Linked DNA regions of Sus scrofa: region 2 is linked to region 1. The links are chromatin contacts, called in public Hi-C maps. All regions are on one chromosome and are shown on one strand. The core of a region is the stretch at or near the end of the contact, and the rest is flanking DNA. Distances in the headings are between cores, read along the strand shown. Region 1 holds the start of SHB (SH2 domain-containing adapter protein B). Region 2 holds the start of SLC25A51 (solute carrier family 25 member 51).

What was found. Hi-C and Micro-C count contacts between places; a contact is called where the count stands out from the background.
Region 2: a contact with region 1 is called in a Hi-C map of heart right ventricle, with 2.7 times the contacts expected there. The contact joins the promoter of SLC25A51 here to the promoter of SHB in region 1. A contact is called at or near these places in 3 of 5 promoter capture datasets (fetal liver and liver), 20 of 47 Hi-C or Micro-C datasets (alveolar macrophages, blood, brain and 12 more) and 2 of 2 datasets of contacts at active chromatin or transcription factors (alveolar macrophages and skeletal muscle).

What each region holds. Positions count from the first base shown.
Region 1 is chr1:238,821,799-238,829,219 of Sscrofa11.1, forward strand. SHB (SH2 domain-containing adapter protein B) reads right to left here and starts at 4,626. Exons shown (of 6, transcript XM_021066254.1): 1 at 3,292-4,626. The coding sequence starts at 4,002.
Region 2 is chr1:238,663,015-238,670,435 of Sscrofa11.1, forward strand. SLC25A51 (solute carrier family 25 member 51) reads right to left here and starts at 4,414. Exons shown (of 3, transcript NM_001258408.1): 1 at 4,322-4,414; 2 at 1-84.

The DNA of each region.
Region 1 (7,421 bases), core at 3,376-5,875:
CAGGACTCACCTAGGAGAAGAGGAGGATGCCTGAGTATGTGTCAGAGGGAGGCACAGGAATTGAGGAGGCAGGACAAGGGCCCCCCAAAGATAAAGCAGGGGAGAGGGTGGCAAGAGAAGCCCTGGAAGGAGGAGCTGTGGACAAACAGCTCCTACTCCACACCACAGTAACTCTCAACACAGGCTGATGTGAAAAACACGGTACCTGGTACACAGGGGGTATTCAACAGTCTATCGGTTCTTGTCCTATTCCCTAACAACTGACAAAAGGCAGCTGGGCCTGAGATTAAGTGAACTAGAGGTGGGTTTTCCTGGATCCACGGGTAAGGGGTAGAAGGCAGGCTCTGGGGGATGTTCAGGGCTCGATCTGCAGTATGCCTGGCCTTCCAAAAGCTGTCTGGTTAGAAATAATGTGAAAACCAGGCTGCCTCCTTGCTGCCTGGCCAGGAATGGGGGTGGGTGATGGCCCTGGGATTAGGAGGCAGCTGCACACAGAGGTTACAGGTTAGGGCATCTGCATCCCAAAGCAGCTCCACCTCGAAGACCCAGAGGAGGGTTAAGAAGCCATTGTGGCACTGGTGTTCTCGAAGCATGATCCTAGAATCAGCAGCAAGAGAGCACTTGGGAATTTGTTAGAAATGCACATTCTCAGGCCCCACGCCTGGGCACTTCGGGGGATGGGTCCTGCAGTCTGTGTTTTAACCAGTCCTCCAGATGCTGCTTTGAGATCCACTGCATAGTATGACACTCCCTGGCTGCTGCCCCTCCTGCTCCCTTGAAAGAACATCTGGTAGCCACCATTCCTCCAACTTCCTTCTTCAAGGATCAAGGATTGCAACAACTTCTTAAAAGATCAAAGGGCTCGAAGTCACAACTTAGTAGGTGAAATGCAGCCCAGAGATCTTCTTTTAGAAAAACCATATCTCCTGCTGTATAGCACAGGGAACTATATATCTAATCACTTGTGATGGAACATGATGGAGAATAATGGGAGAAAAAGAATGTAGATAGATAGATAGATAGATAGATAGATGAATGACTGGGTCACTTTACTGTACAGCAGAAATTGACACAACATTGTAAATCAATCATAATAAAAAAAGAAATAAATAAAATTTTAAAAATTTAAAAAACCCTATCTGTTCACATCATTTAGTAGCTCAATCCCCCCACTGGCCTTCACTGTGCTTAGTTTACAACATCTTCCCTGACCCAGGCGCTCCTGACCGCCTTGGGGTCCTGTCCACCTCTAACCTCTGAATTCCAGCCACAGGGTCTTTACCTGCAGTCCCCCAAAGTAGCAGGCTCTCTTCTGCAGGCAACCATAATAACGGCTCTGCCTGACCACCTTTCAGCCCTCCCATCACAGCACGCATCATGCACACTGCGGCCTGGCCCACAGTATTCCCTGGACCCTGCTCCATCTAGTACCCAGCAGGGGACAGCACAGAGAAGACCTGTAAGAAATACTTAGTAGAATGAAGCCAAGTCTTCAACATGCCTGACATTCCAGCTATAAAACTTATTATTCCTCAGTATTTGAAACAGTTTTAATTACAATTAGGAAAAAACATTTGCTAAAGTTTTGAAAACCATTACGGTAGACTTTACTGAGCAGGCAGAACCACAGGCAATGAGATAGTGGGAGGTGGTCATGGCATAACAGGGGGAAGGCAGGGAGGGGAGTCCAGCACCACTGCCTGAGTCTCTGTGGAGAGCTAGGCTGGGCTCCCACACCTTCCATCCCCAGGAACTTCAGGTTCTCCCAGGCCGGCACCAAGTCAAGCCTGGGCCATACCTAAGGCGGCAGGGCAACTCTCTGCTGTTTCCCTTACAGATCACCCGCAAATCCATGCTCCTGGGGGCTCGCAGAGAAATCTCCTCTGCTTCCAAGACAGCACCTGGGTGACCACCTGGTTCCCAGCTCCTTGTCATTTAGGTGTGGCATCCTGGGTGCTTACGAAGCCCAGAGTCCACACTTCCAAGATGTGTGCCCAAACTGGCCACAGGAGGAGGTGGAATCCATAAACTGCCCGCACTGCCTTTGGGAGAAACAGCAGGTAAGGGGTACCCTGAGGACCCGGACCTTGGGGAGAGGAAGTCAGGCAGAAAAATTAAGAGGGGCGACTCCTCCCTCCCTCCTCCTGGAAAACAAGCTGGCAGGTAGGAGGCTGTCTTCCTCCTGTGTGTGGACATCCAGTCCTAAAAGAAACTCAGACTTTATCAGTTTCCCCCAGCCCACACACCTGGGCAAAAGTTTACCTTCTGAAGAAGGTAGGGAGGAGGGGGAGAACAAGAGGGACAGCAGCCTGATAGCCATCGCAGGGCGCGGAGCCTCGGACGGAATCAAAACACTGCCTTCCACAAGAAGTAGACAGAACAAGTATTATTGTATGGGGGACGGGAGGAGGTCACAGGAGTGTTAAGGGAAGGAGAGGGCCCAGTCTGGCTGTAATTAACTAGCCTGCTTCAAACGTGGGAGATCAAGATGATCTGATCTTGGGGTGGGGGGATGCACAAAATCGTCCCCTTCATCCCTGGGGCAGTAATGGGGTGGGGGTAAATTCAGGAAGGAAGGTGAGGATTGCAAGGGTGGGTCTCCTTCCTGCTGGCCCAGTAGGCGGACCCCTGCCGTGCTGGGGCTGGAGAACTGGCAGGTCAAAGTGGAGCGCTCTTGCAGGCCAGAGCATTTCAGGCCGGAAAAGCACGCGTGGGGCATCCCGGTGCAGCTCCAGTACAAAAGGCCGCCCCATTGGGAAACCTGGCGCGGGGGGGTGGGGCAGGGCGGGGCATTTAGAGGGATTTACATATATCCGTTTAGAGACAGCCGGATATCTGGCGAGTTCCTTGCTGGCTCTGGACCTCAGTTTCCCATCTACAGAATCGGGGGGAGGCGGGGAGAGAGAGGGTGGTCAAGAGTAAACGCTCTTTCAAGTCCGTGACAGCTCTCTCTGACTTTTTTCGGGGGCGGGGGTTGCTAAGGAGCTGGATGGGTGTCTCTTGGTCAAGGTTGGGCAGGGCGCTCTCGTCAGATTACTTTCGAAGTGGTTACCTGGCTGTGGGCTGAGAGAGAGGACGTTTTGGGAGCAGCAGCAAAAGAGACTGTGTCAGGAGGCCGACGACTGGGGGCAAAGCGCGTGCAAGGATGTAAAACTGGGAAGCAGCGTGGGAACCCTGACCCCAGGGTCCTAGCCTGAAACATATGTAAGCACTGGAAACTAGAGCGGTGCCTCAGTTTCCCCGTGCGCACAGTGGCTCTGGAAGCTCGGGTGAGGCCGAGGGGCGCCTTACCTTGTCCTTCTTGCCGGCACTGCTCTCCTCCGTCGCCGAGGCGCCACACTTGTTGAGCAGTTTCTTGCCTCCGCAGGCCGTCGGGCTCCAAGTGCGGCCGCCGGAGCAGGCACCCCCCGGGGGGTCTCCGGCACCGCCCGCGGCGCTCTCCACCTTAATGAGCCGGTGCTTGGGGGAGATGTAGCGCACCTCGGCCGGCGTGGCGGGCCGCCGTTCGCTGCTGCTGCGGTAGAGGTGCGGGGAGCCAGAGGACGAGGACGAGGACGCGGCGGCGCCCGCGCCGGAGGAGGCACAGCAGCAGCCCGAGGCGCCCGACGCGGACGAGGCCGAGAAGGCGCGCTGGCCCCCGCCCGGCTCCCCGCCGCCGCAGTAGTCCAGGCGGCACATGGCTCGCAGTTTGCGCAGCGACGAGCCGGGCCCGTTGTAGGGGTCCTCAAAGTCGCGCTCCTTCTGTGCGCGGTAGGCACGGATGAGATCGCTCGTGCTGCCGCTGTCGTCGGGCAGAGACCCGGACGAGGCCGAGAAGCAGGAGGCGGCGGCCGTACCGCAGGACGCCGAGGCGGCCGCGGGGGCCTGCGGCACGGCCTGGGGGGGCTGCGAGGGCCGTTCGCCCCGGCGCCGCTGCTCGCGGTAGTCTGGCCGCGGCGGCTGTGGGGGGCTCTTGGTCTTGCTGTTGCCCAAGCTGAAGTACTTGTTCAGCCACTTGGCCATGGCGAGAGGCCGCCTAGGGCCGCGGCGCGGGAGCCCGGTCCGCCGCCGCGGCCATTCGGGGGGCAGCGCTGCCTCCCAGGTCCCACGGCGCCCCGGCCCCGGCGAGGGGCGTCCGGGGCGCCTGCTCCCGACGCCAAGTTCAAGTTCTCTCCGCCGCCTCCTGCCGGCCGCTCCCGGGCTCCGGCAGCTGCAGCACCGCCCTCCGCCTCCGCCGCGCGCCTCCTGGGCTTCGGATCTCTCGCCCCTCGCGGGCGCGTCTCATGGGATCCCGGCCCCGGCCCCAAGGAGAGCGAAAGGCCCAGACGCCCCCCTCCTCGGACGCTCTGGCAGTGCGCTCCGCCGCGGAGCGCGCTCCTGTCCCGTCGGAGCCGCAGGCTCCGCCTTGGCCGGGATCCGCCGCTGCTGCGGGAACTTGTCGGCTTCCTCGGTCCCCCCGCCCCTTTCTTCCTTCCCAAGAGTGGTGGGGTGAGCCCGGCCCCCGGCCGGCAAGCAAGCAGGCGGGAGAGCGAGCGAGCGACGGAGGGAGGGAGGGAGGGAGGCAGCCGGCGCCCGCCCGAGCCCGCGCGCCCGTGCCCGTCCCGGCGGCGCCTGCCGCTGCCGCTGTCGCCGCCTCCCGAACCGCCGCGTGTGTGACACTCTGTCCGCCAGAGCCCGCCCCGCGCCGCGGCCCCGCCCTCCCCGGGCTTGTGCGCGCCCCGCCCCCAGCCCGCCCCCGCAGGCCCCGCCCCGCCCACCCCCACCAGCCCTGCTGCCAGACCTCGGCCCTGGCCCTACCCCGCTAGCGCCCAGGTCCTCGGCTGGAGTACTTCTCTCCCTTTCAGCAAGCGCCACCTCCCGCGGCCGCCTCGGCGCCAGTCCCCGGGTCGCGCCTGAGGGCGCCGGGGTCCTGCGGCGCAGCCAACCCCGCCTCACTCGCGGCCCGCCGCCGCCTAGGGCGAGAGGTTGCCAGCCTGAGCCTGCTGTGCGCAGAAGCCAAACCCTCCCTTGAGATCCACGCGCCATGCTACGCAGGGATCCCCACTGTTGGGGACATGGGACATTTTTAGTTAACAGCTTGATCCACTTGGAGGAAATGCGGTGCCAAGGCCCCTTAGGAACAGGGTGCCTATCCCCTGCTTAAAGACACGAAGACTCCCGTTCCTCCCCCTGTGCCAGATCATCGGAAAAAATCTTTATGCTAATAAGTGTTTTAGCAATCCAGATGAAGGATGCAGCCAGGATAGGTGGCAGGGGCCCGGCTCCGCACCAATGGGAGAGCCAACCTGAGAGGTCGAAATGTTTGCTTACCTTTTCACTTCTGAGGAAGCCATGGCTTTAACCCAGCTCACAGCCAGCTTGGCAGAATGAACTGTTGGAACATTTAATGCCTAAAGTTGTAGGAGCTGGCAAGGCTCCGTTTAATCCAGGGCTCTCACTTTACATGATGGAGATACTGAGGCTCAGAGCAAGGTCACCCAGGTGGGCCTGAATGCCAGCTAAGTAGTCTGATGGTGCCGAAATTGTGTCATTTCCCATCGTTCTTTGATTATTAAAATGAGGAAACTGAGGTCGAGTCAGGGGCATATCATGGTCGAGTCAGGGGCATATCATGCTCAGTGAAGCTTTCCCTGGGAGGCAGATACGCTCTCCAGAGACTGAAGAACTGCCTGGAAAGGAAGTAAATGCACTAGAGCTCCTTTGAATTTGGCTGGTCAAGCCCCAGAATATGACATACCCTGATGGGTAAGAACTGAGATCTGAGAAATTCTCTAAAAATGCTGATTTATTAGGATGGTTGTCCAAATCATTAATTATCTCCACTTGCAACATGTACATTACAGATGGGCTTTGGGAGAATCTACTTTTTCCTATATCCTATAGGAAAATTGGCACCTGAAAAACCAGGGAGCAAGGCCACTGGCTCTTTTGGTCAGGACTGGAGGTGGAGGTCAAACTCTCAGTCTGAGGCTCCTGGACAAGGAGGACCGGAAAGTTGTTGACTCTTCCTCTGCCTGAGGCCACAGAGGGGGTAGTGCCAGAACCGGAACTCCAATTTGGGTCTTACTCCAAAGCTTGTGCTCTGTCCACTCAGCGACACACAGTGATGCAATGGTATTGACTGCAAATTGTCCCTTCGGGATCAAGCTATTTGCTGTTTCCCTCTGGTTAGACAGGACTGTCATCTTCCATGAGCCAGTTAAATTTTACAAACCCACTATGTGACCCAGACAGTCACAGACACCATTACCAACTACTCAGCCTCTTCATTGCCTGAGATCTACTTATTTAGAAGTTCACAGGAAATAATCTAGGATGTGGAGGGGGTGTGTGTGTGTGTGTGTGTGTGTGTGTGTGTGTGTGTGGTGTGGTGTGTCTTGGGGGAGAGAAGGCCCAGAAGTTGACCTGGGCCAAGATGTTTATTTCAGGTGTCCCTGGACTTAACTATCTCAAATTATCCTTTAAATCATTCCTCTACTGTATAAGCACTTAATTATCCTGCAAATAAGGGAAGCTCGAATAGAAAACCTGAAAAGGGAGGACGTCCTCATTTTGAGCCCCACCTTTCCTTTTCCACCAACCACCATTCCTCCCTTGCTCCCTCCCTTCCCATCTCTGCTTCTAGGTTCAGGAAGAATGGCCAGACCCTAGTAACAGGCCAGGTGACCATGGGCAAGAAATTCTTCTCCAAGATCTGGAAACGTGTTCCCTGCATGTTGGTTGCACATGGAAGTGTTATCTCTGCCTTTTCCAAAGGTTTAGGAAGAGAAGTAATACTTCACAACTTATTTTTTCCATTTCACTTTCAGCGGGCCATAGGGTCGGACCCACTTTTCCATGTGATGCCTCTGCTGGGGTATAATTTGCAAGCCAAAATTATTGTAATGCTATAGCATTATGCCAAAAGCTTCCAGAGCGCTTGTGTATCTGCTCAACCCCTACACGTTCTGTATGTAATTAACCCTACTCAGCATCCCTACAATCTGGTATTATTCCCAGTTTACAGATGGGGTAACTGGCCTAAGGTAGTATTTATTTCAAGCAGGCAAGAAAAAAAAAAACAAAAAACATATGGGTGTTTTCCTTTGGGAACTAGTAGAGACATCTTATAAGACTCAGAGTCAGAAATAATCATTCTGAAAGGAAGCAGAAAAGTTCCCTAAAGACAATGTTGGAAAAGCAGTGTGTCAAGTGGTTAGAGGAGACAGGGACTTGTAAGAAAAAGATCAGAGCTCTATAGATGGTTAGAGCTGGACAGACTTTTCAGAAAGCCAGCCACCCCATTTCACAGAGAGAAAACTGGGACCAGTGAAGGGAAGAGATCGAATCAAGAGGCATGGCTGGGATTGGCATTCAGTATCTTTGACATCACAAACCCAACACTTTGCCCATCATTCTCGGCACTTTTAACTTTTATATACTAGAGTTCCCATTGTGGCACA
Region 2 (7,421 bases), core at 3,164-5,663, 160 kb before region 1:
ATTTTGATAACTTTCTCAATTTCTTCCATTGTTAATGGTCTGTTAGGTTCTCTCTTCAGGAGTCAACTTTGATAACTGTATTTCCTTTAAAAAAAAAAAAAAGTCTGGTTAATACAAATATCGTCTTATAATGCACTTGCTGTTTAAAAAAAAAACTTCTAATCTTATGTGTTATGTTCACTTTTTTCTTGAGCAGCATAGCAGGTTTACCTAAATTACTTTCCTCTCATCCCAGCCAAGACTCAGCTCTTGAATTTACCAATTTTACCACTTTTCGGTTTTTAAATTTTTCCTCTTTATCATCTCATTTCTCCTTTGAGTTTATACTAATCTCTTAAAAAGGAAATATGTTATTTTCATTTATTGTTTCATGATGAGATTTTAAGGCTATGTATTCTCTTTTAAGCAAAACCTTTATTATTACTTTTTAAGACATTCTATGGAGAATTTGGGTCTTAGTGGCAGCCACTTTACCATCTGTACCACCTCCTACTTCTTTACCACTGTGGCTTTGATTTGGCATGACACGCACCCATTCCAGAGTCCTAGCCAGTTCAGGCTTGTGCATCAGAGCATAACCTTAATTTACACTCAGGAGAAGAGCATCTTTCTCGCAGCCACAGGAAAGATGCTATAGGAATGGATCCTGACTACCCTCCAGTCTATAAAGGTTCAATGACAAATAACCCTGAAGCTGACCTTCATCACTGAAGGGACAAAGCAGCAGCAGACAGCTAAGCTATTGCTAAGTTTTTAACCACAGCAAGACACTGGTCACAGATGCATATGAGCCTGAAGCATCCAGGCTCTGTAACAGTCTTACCACAGAAAGAAAAAACAGCCACTTCTAAAAGAACCCATCTTTCTGCTGTATCATGATGAAATACATGGTGACAGGAAAAGAAACTGAGACTTTGAAAAAAGAAGTAAACATGTAAAGTGTTTCTGTTTTGGAGTCTCCTAGTGGCTCAGCGAGTTTAGGATCCAGGTTTGTCCCTGCTGTGGTGTGGGTTCAATCCCTGGCCCAGGAAATTCCACATGCTGTGGGTGTGGCAAAAAAAAAAAAAAAATTCTGTTTTGTTTTGAACTTTTAGTCCATCCAGGATAAAGAGGATTTTCTAGCACCAATATGAGAAGTTGTAGCTCTGATATCTAGTTGTGGCCTGACTTGCCAATCATGTTATTTTGACTTGCTTTTCTAGAAAAGCCTTTTTGCTAAAATCTGTACAGACTTTCCTCTTCATATCTGAAGTATTTTATGTAGTATTAGCATTGTGCCATGGAGCATTTTAGAAGACTCAATTTTTAAACCTGATTACCTATTACTGACTAATTGTGCTAACTCCTGCTTCAGCAGCTGTTTCCCTTAATTCAGGACACAACTCTTTTTTTTCTTTCCTTAGGACACAACTCCTTTTGATGGCTGTCCTTCACACACAATTTTTGTGGGTGTGCATAAATCTGACTTAAGGAGAATTTAAAAAAAGAAAGAAAGAAACCCATAGCTTTTAAATTTGTTTAAAACAGACCCGTTACATTTTGTGCTCTTAAGCAATTAAAGGAGCCAATGGCATTTTCAGTCAAAGAAAAATTGTCCTGGAGTTCCCCTTGTGGCACAGCAGAAACAAATCTAACTAGGAACCATGAGGATGTGGGTTAGATCCCTGGCCGCGCTTAGTGGGTTAAGGATCTGGCGTTGCTGTGCACTGTGGGTGTAGTTCGCAGATGTGGCTCGCTTGCTTCCTGCATTGCTGTGGCTGTGGTGTAGGCCGGCAGCTATAGCTCTGATTTGACCCCTAGCGTGGGAACCTCCATATGCCTCAGGTGTGGCCCTAAAAATAAAAAATAAAAAAAAAAGCAGTTTAATGGATTTCTTGCTGTAGTGCAGCAGGTTAAGGGTCTGGCATCACCACAGCTGTGGTGTAGGTTGCAGCTGCAGCTTGGACTAGATCCTTCGTCCAGGAACTTCCATATGCCAAGGGTGTGGCCAAAAATAAAAATTTACAAAACAACAGCACAGAAATACTTTGTATCTACATAATGTTTTGCTCTTCTTCAGAGTTTCAGGACTAAACCATGTTAAAATCAACAAAAATATTCAGATCTATGTGACTATTCCTAACTCACTGAGACATTTACAAACATAAAAAAATTTCATTTTTACACACCAAACACATAACATTTAAAAGCTGCTTAACAATATGTTCCTTGTTAACACAAACCAAGTTATTTGCACACTTGAACAATAAAATTTTGTCCATGTTCACTTTTAATTTTTATTGGAATGGTACCTGCATTACTTTCCAAAATTTTGCAAATTAAAGTGACTTCTACTAGTTTTGTCATGATCCTTTGTGATAATGGGGACTGTTACTCAACAAATAGAAAGTTGTGACTAACAGAAGTTAGCAAATTTTTTTTTTTTTTTTTTTTTTTTTGGCCATACCTGCAGCATATGGAAGTTCCGGGACCAGGGACTGAACCTTCGCCACGGCAGCAACCCAACTGTCTGTGGGGACAATGCCAGGTCCTTAACCCACTGCACCACAGAGGAACTCCCAGCCAGTCATTTACTGACCACTGCAATTAACTACTTTAAGGAATTTAAAGAACATTATTGTACATTTAGGGTCTCAGATTTTTAAAACTAGGCCTTGACATAGGGAAAAGGAATGCAATGAAACCCTTCTGGACTTTACAGATTTAAAGCTTTCCCTCTCATTTCTTCCTAGATAAGGAGATAGTGTAAACAGGTTCTTAATTTAGCCAGGAGAAGGAAGGATAGTGTACAGAGTATTCTGTAGCGATGAAATTAAAAATTTTGTATATTTATACTTGAACATGACTAAATTTCTTTGCTAAACTGATCTACATATTTAAATTCTTTAACATGGATAATTCACTCCAATTTATTGCAACATATATATACCATAATTTTACATTGCCTGCTACCTAAAACACTCGACCTATGTCAGCATAAGGAGGCAAAGTTAATCAAGATGACTTTCAAGCAACTCCAAGTGTCAAACTTTTATGGTAAAAGAAAACAGTGTAATCTAAATGCTCACCATAATTTATAGCCCACATGGATAAGACACAGTTGTGAACCCAGCACAAAGGTCTTTGTACAAAAACTACGGAGAAGGCAACTGTAATTCTCCAAGGATGTTAACTCCTACAAGTCAGCAGGTCTGAGTCAGCATTCACATAAGATAAACCTGGGATCCAGTGGTCACTATCTTGCCACTATAAATTTAAAGCAATGTCTATGATTTAAAAATCCACTTCTCTGGGCTTAATCTACCAAAGGAAAGACCAGGTAAGTCCACTGCTTTTTAAAGAGACTGCTTGTGATCTTTGCCTGAGATGCACTCAAGGTGACTCCAGATCCAAAACGCCTAACCTGTGCTCTGAAATCACCCGCGGACCTAACCAGTCCTAGAACCTTTTGCTTTCACGGAACCCTTTCAAAAACAAGTACAGAGGAAGCTCAGATTGGCAAGGTCACTACCGTTACTCTAAGGGCTTCTGTTTCACAGCTTGCACGTAGTGAAACAGAAGGTGGGGATTAAGACCAGCTGTATACAGTTATAGGGCCAAAAAAAGGGTAAATATAGCCTTTAAGACGCCCCACTTAGATAAGCTTAATACCCAATAATTGGTACAAATTTACAATTAACAACATAATCCCATCACCACCACCAGACCAAAAAAAAAGCCTCGTACTACAAGTTTCCTACAACGCGAAGCAACATGGTGTCGCAGAATAAGCATTGTCTGGTTGTGCGGCTGAACTTACCATTCTCCAGGCGTCCATTTCCCCAGTGTGTGATAAGAGGGAGGGGAGGGTGGTGGGTTCGCCAAAGCCCCTTCCGTCTCTGACACCGGACAGAATAAGGGGTCCGGGGCCCATTCGCAGTGCCGGCGCCGCTCCCCTCCCGCGCAGGCAAAGCAAGAACCCTTCCCGCCCCGCTCTAGGTGCGCGGCAGAAGGCACCTCCCCGCCCCAGGCGCGCCCAAAAGAGCGCGCTGCCTCCTCCACCGGAAAAGCTCTTTCCGGCAGCCGGACAGCGCCCCTGGCTCAGCGAAACCCGGCGGCCGCCGGCCCCTGCGGCTGCAGGCCCCACCCGGGAGGGCACGAGCGGCAGTGGCGGGGCGCGCCGTGGGGCGGAGGGGACGCAGTGCGCGCGCGCGCGCTGAGGGGTAGGTGGGCCAGAGGACGCGGCAGACGGCCTCCTCGGACCCTCCTTCGTGCTTCCAGGCACTCCTTGCTGAGGCCGGGGGAGCCCCGCGTTTCCCTCTCACCCGCCTCCCACACTCACCCATCGCCGCGGGCCCGGCTCCGCGCCCGGTAGCCGCCCGCCCGCAGGTAGGCCAGCCCGCGAGCCCAGCCGGCGCCGGCGCAGGCGCAGACATTGACCGACCCCAGAGCTCGGGGCGGGGCGTGACGCGCTGGACGCTGCCGAGCCCGGTCACGTGAGGGAGACTACGCCGCGCTGCCTCCCTCTAAACCTGCGGAGGGTGAGGGGACGCCTGCCCACCCCTGGCAGCTGTGCGGCGAGCGAAGGCACTTGGGGGGTCACCCATCACATCTGTCGTAGGGCTTTGAGATTCCGCTGGATGGAATGCCATACCGTGGGTGCCCTACGGTGGCCTTGCCGTACCAGAAACAGCCAACGCGTTCTCTAGTGCTTGGTAGCCGGGAGGACCCCTGGGTACTGACAGTTGTGGGTTGCAAGCGCGCCTTTGCTGAGGCCTTGAAAGTCTCCGCCTCCCTCCCCTTGTAGCCTTGGTTAGCTTTCATTGAACCCTCGGAGTGGCATATTGTCAGCTGCTATTACTGCAGGTCACAGAACACCTGTGTGTGCTTTAGACTATACAAGTCATTTAAAAACCCTGTTTCCTTTCAACCTCAAACAACTTGCACGCATTGAATGCCACTGCACTGAGAATTAAGAGGCATAAGTCAAATCATAGTCCTGACCCTTCCTGGGAGTGACTTTGGACATGTCTCTGAGCCCCAGATCCTGAAAAGTAACACCTGCCTTACATGCAGCCCTTGGCCCCTGTAACAAGCACTGGGAGCAATGATCTGACTCTACCTTATATACTGGAAGGCACGCAGATGTGAGGCGTTGAAGGAGAGTGAGGCTCTACAGGAGGCTCATCAGATCTGTGAGGTGTATGCTCTTTAAGTGGGGTTTGTCAAATAGGCAACTCACCTGGCATGAAACACTGGTCAGGGTATGGGTATAGGTTGATGGCTCTCCCTGGTCACTTCCCCTGAGAGCATTTTGTAGATATTGACTCCAAAATTGTGTCCAGTTTGCCTGAGCTGGCCTGATAAACAGCTTCTTGGGGTGTGGGAAACCATGCTACCTAATTTCACCACACACTCTCCAGAGGTACCTACTGTGTGCCATCGTCCTCACCTGAACTCTCTTGGGGGGAACTTAGAATCCAAGTAAGGATATAAAAACAAAAACTCTGGAAGTTTATATGCATGAGGGGCTTCTTCCCTTAAGGGACAACCAGGACGGGCTTCACAGGGTGGAGGCGTTTGAACTGGGCCTTGGAGGATGAATGAATGGAATTTGGATGAGTGGAGAAACTCATAGTGGCAAGAGATAAGGTTGTCAAGGACAGGTGGTGAGGTCTGATAGGGCAGATCTTGACTTTCAAGTGCAGGCACCGGGCATCTGATTAGGGTTCGGGGATAGATTTCAGGCTCCACAGGATAATGACCAGGCCACACAGTAGTTTGGAGTGATTAAAAATTGGGCAGCAGTTGGGGAAGGGCATTTACGTTGGAATTATGTTTGCCCTGTCTTGTGTGAATCCCTAATCAGCTGTATTATTCAAAAAATAAATAAACCAGGCAGGCAGCCAGTGTGTTCATAAGCATAAATAATTCATTTCAAATTAGAATGGAGAGGTTCTTCTCCTAGGGTAAAACCCGAAGAGGAGGCAGAGATTGAAATTAAACACACAATTGGGGCACAAAAGACTCAAAAGAGTCAGGAAATCCCAAGCTGATAGGAACACTCATGTCTGGAGCCCAGCCAGTCTGTTTCTTTTATGCTGTAGGTCACAGCGCAGGCCCCTGCCCCTCCAGCACTGGGTTCCTTGTCAGAACCCTCCTACATGCTTATTTGGCTCTTCTTGGGCATATGAATGTTGGAGGTCAAAACCTCTGTTTTCTGGAGTTCCCGTCATGGCTCAGTCGTTAAGGAATCCAACTAGGAACCATGAGGTTGTGGGTTTGATCCCTGGCCTCGCTCAGTGGGTTAAGGATGTGGCATTGCCGTGAGCTGTGCTGTAGGTCGCAGATGTGGCTCGGATCCCGCGTTGCTGTAGCTCTGGTGTAAGCCGGCAGCTACAGTTCTGATTAGACCCCTAGCCTAGGAACCTCCATATGCCGAGGGAGCAGCCCTAGAAAAGGAAAAAAAACAAAAAACAAAACCCTCTGTTTTCTGATTCAGGAATCATCATAAAATTAACCTTTCATTTCTCTGTCCTCACCCACTCATTCTTACATTCATTCTTCAGTCTCTTAAACTGTTCTGCACACCTCCAGCCTCCATATCAGCTGTCAGAGAATATCCTCTAACCCAGCTTTGATCATCTCACTCCTCAGTTTAAAAATTTCCAATGGTTCCCTCTCCCCCACTCTCCCAGCAAATCCAAACTCCTTGCCTTGGCTCACGGGCTCTCGGCATCCTACCCCCTCTGCCTGTCTCTCCACCACATCCCCAGCTACATTCTCTGCTTCAGCCATGCTCAGTTTCTCCGTGTTTTGCAAATCCTCCTGTCACTTAAGCCTTTTTCCCCTTTCTCACCATCCATTCTCAGCTGTCAAACATGTTAGCCCTTTAAGGCCCTTCTCCTTCTCCCCCCAACAGCATTCACTGTTCAACCCCAGGCAAAGATGGTTTTTCTTGGCCTTTGCCTTCCCACAGCACAAAGTTTGGAGCTGTTCTAACATCTTCCCTATGTCATAACCATTCATGAAGGTGTCTCCCTTTCGCACAAGGGCAGAGCTGTCTGACTTGTTTCTGGCCCTCCAACTCAGGGCTTGGCAGAAAGGGTGTTTGCCCAAATAAAATGCTGGTGGAGGGCCTTCCCACTGTGGCTCATCAGAAACAAACCCAAGTACTATCCATGAGGATACAGGTTCGATCCCTGGCCTTGCTCAGTGGGTTAAGGATCCAGCGTTGCCGTGAGCTGCGCGGTGTAGGTCACAGACGCGGCTCGGATCCCATGTTGCTGTGGCTGTGGCTGTGGTGTAGGCCGGCAGTTGTAGCTCTGATTCAACCCCTAGCCTGGGAACCTTCATATGCTGCACCTATGGCCCTAAAAAAATAAATAAATAAATAATGCTGGTGGAGAGGGTCTGAGATCTTGGAAAAAGGACCATGGGAA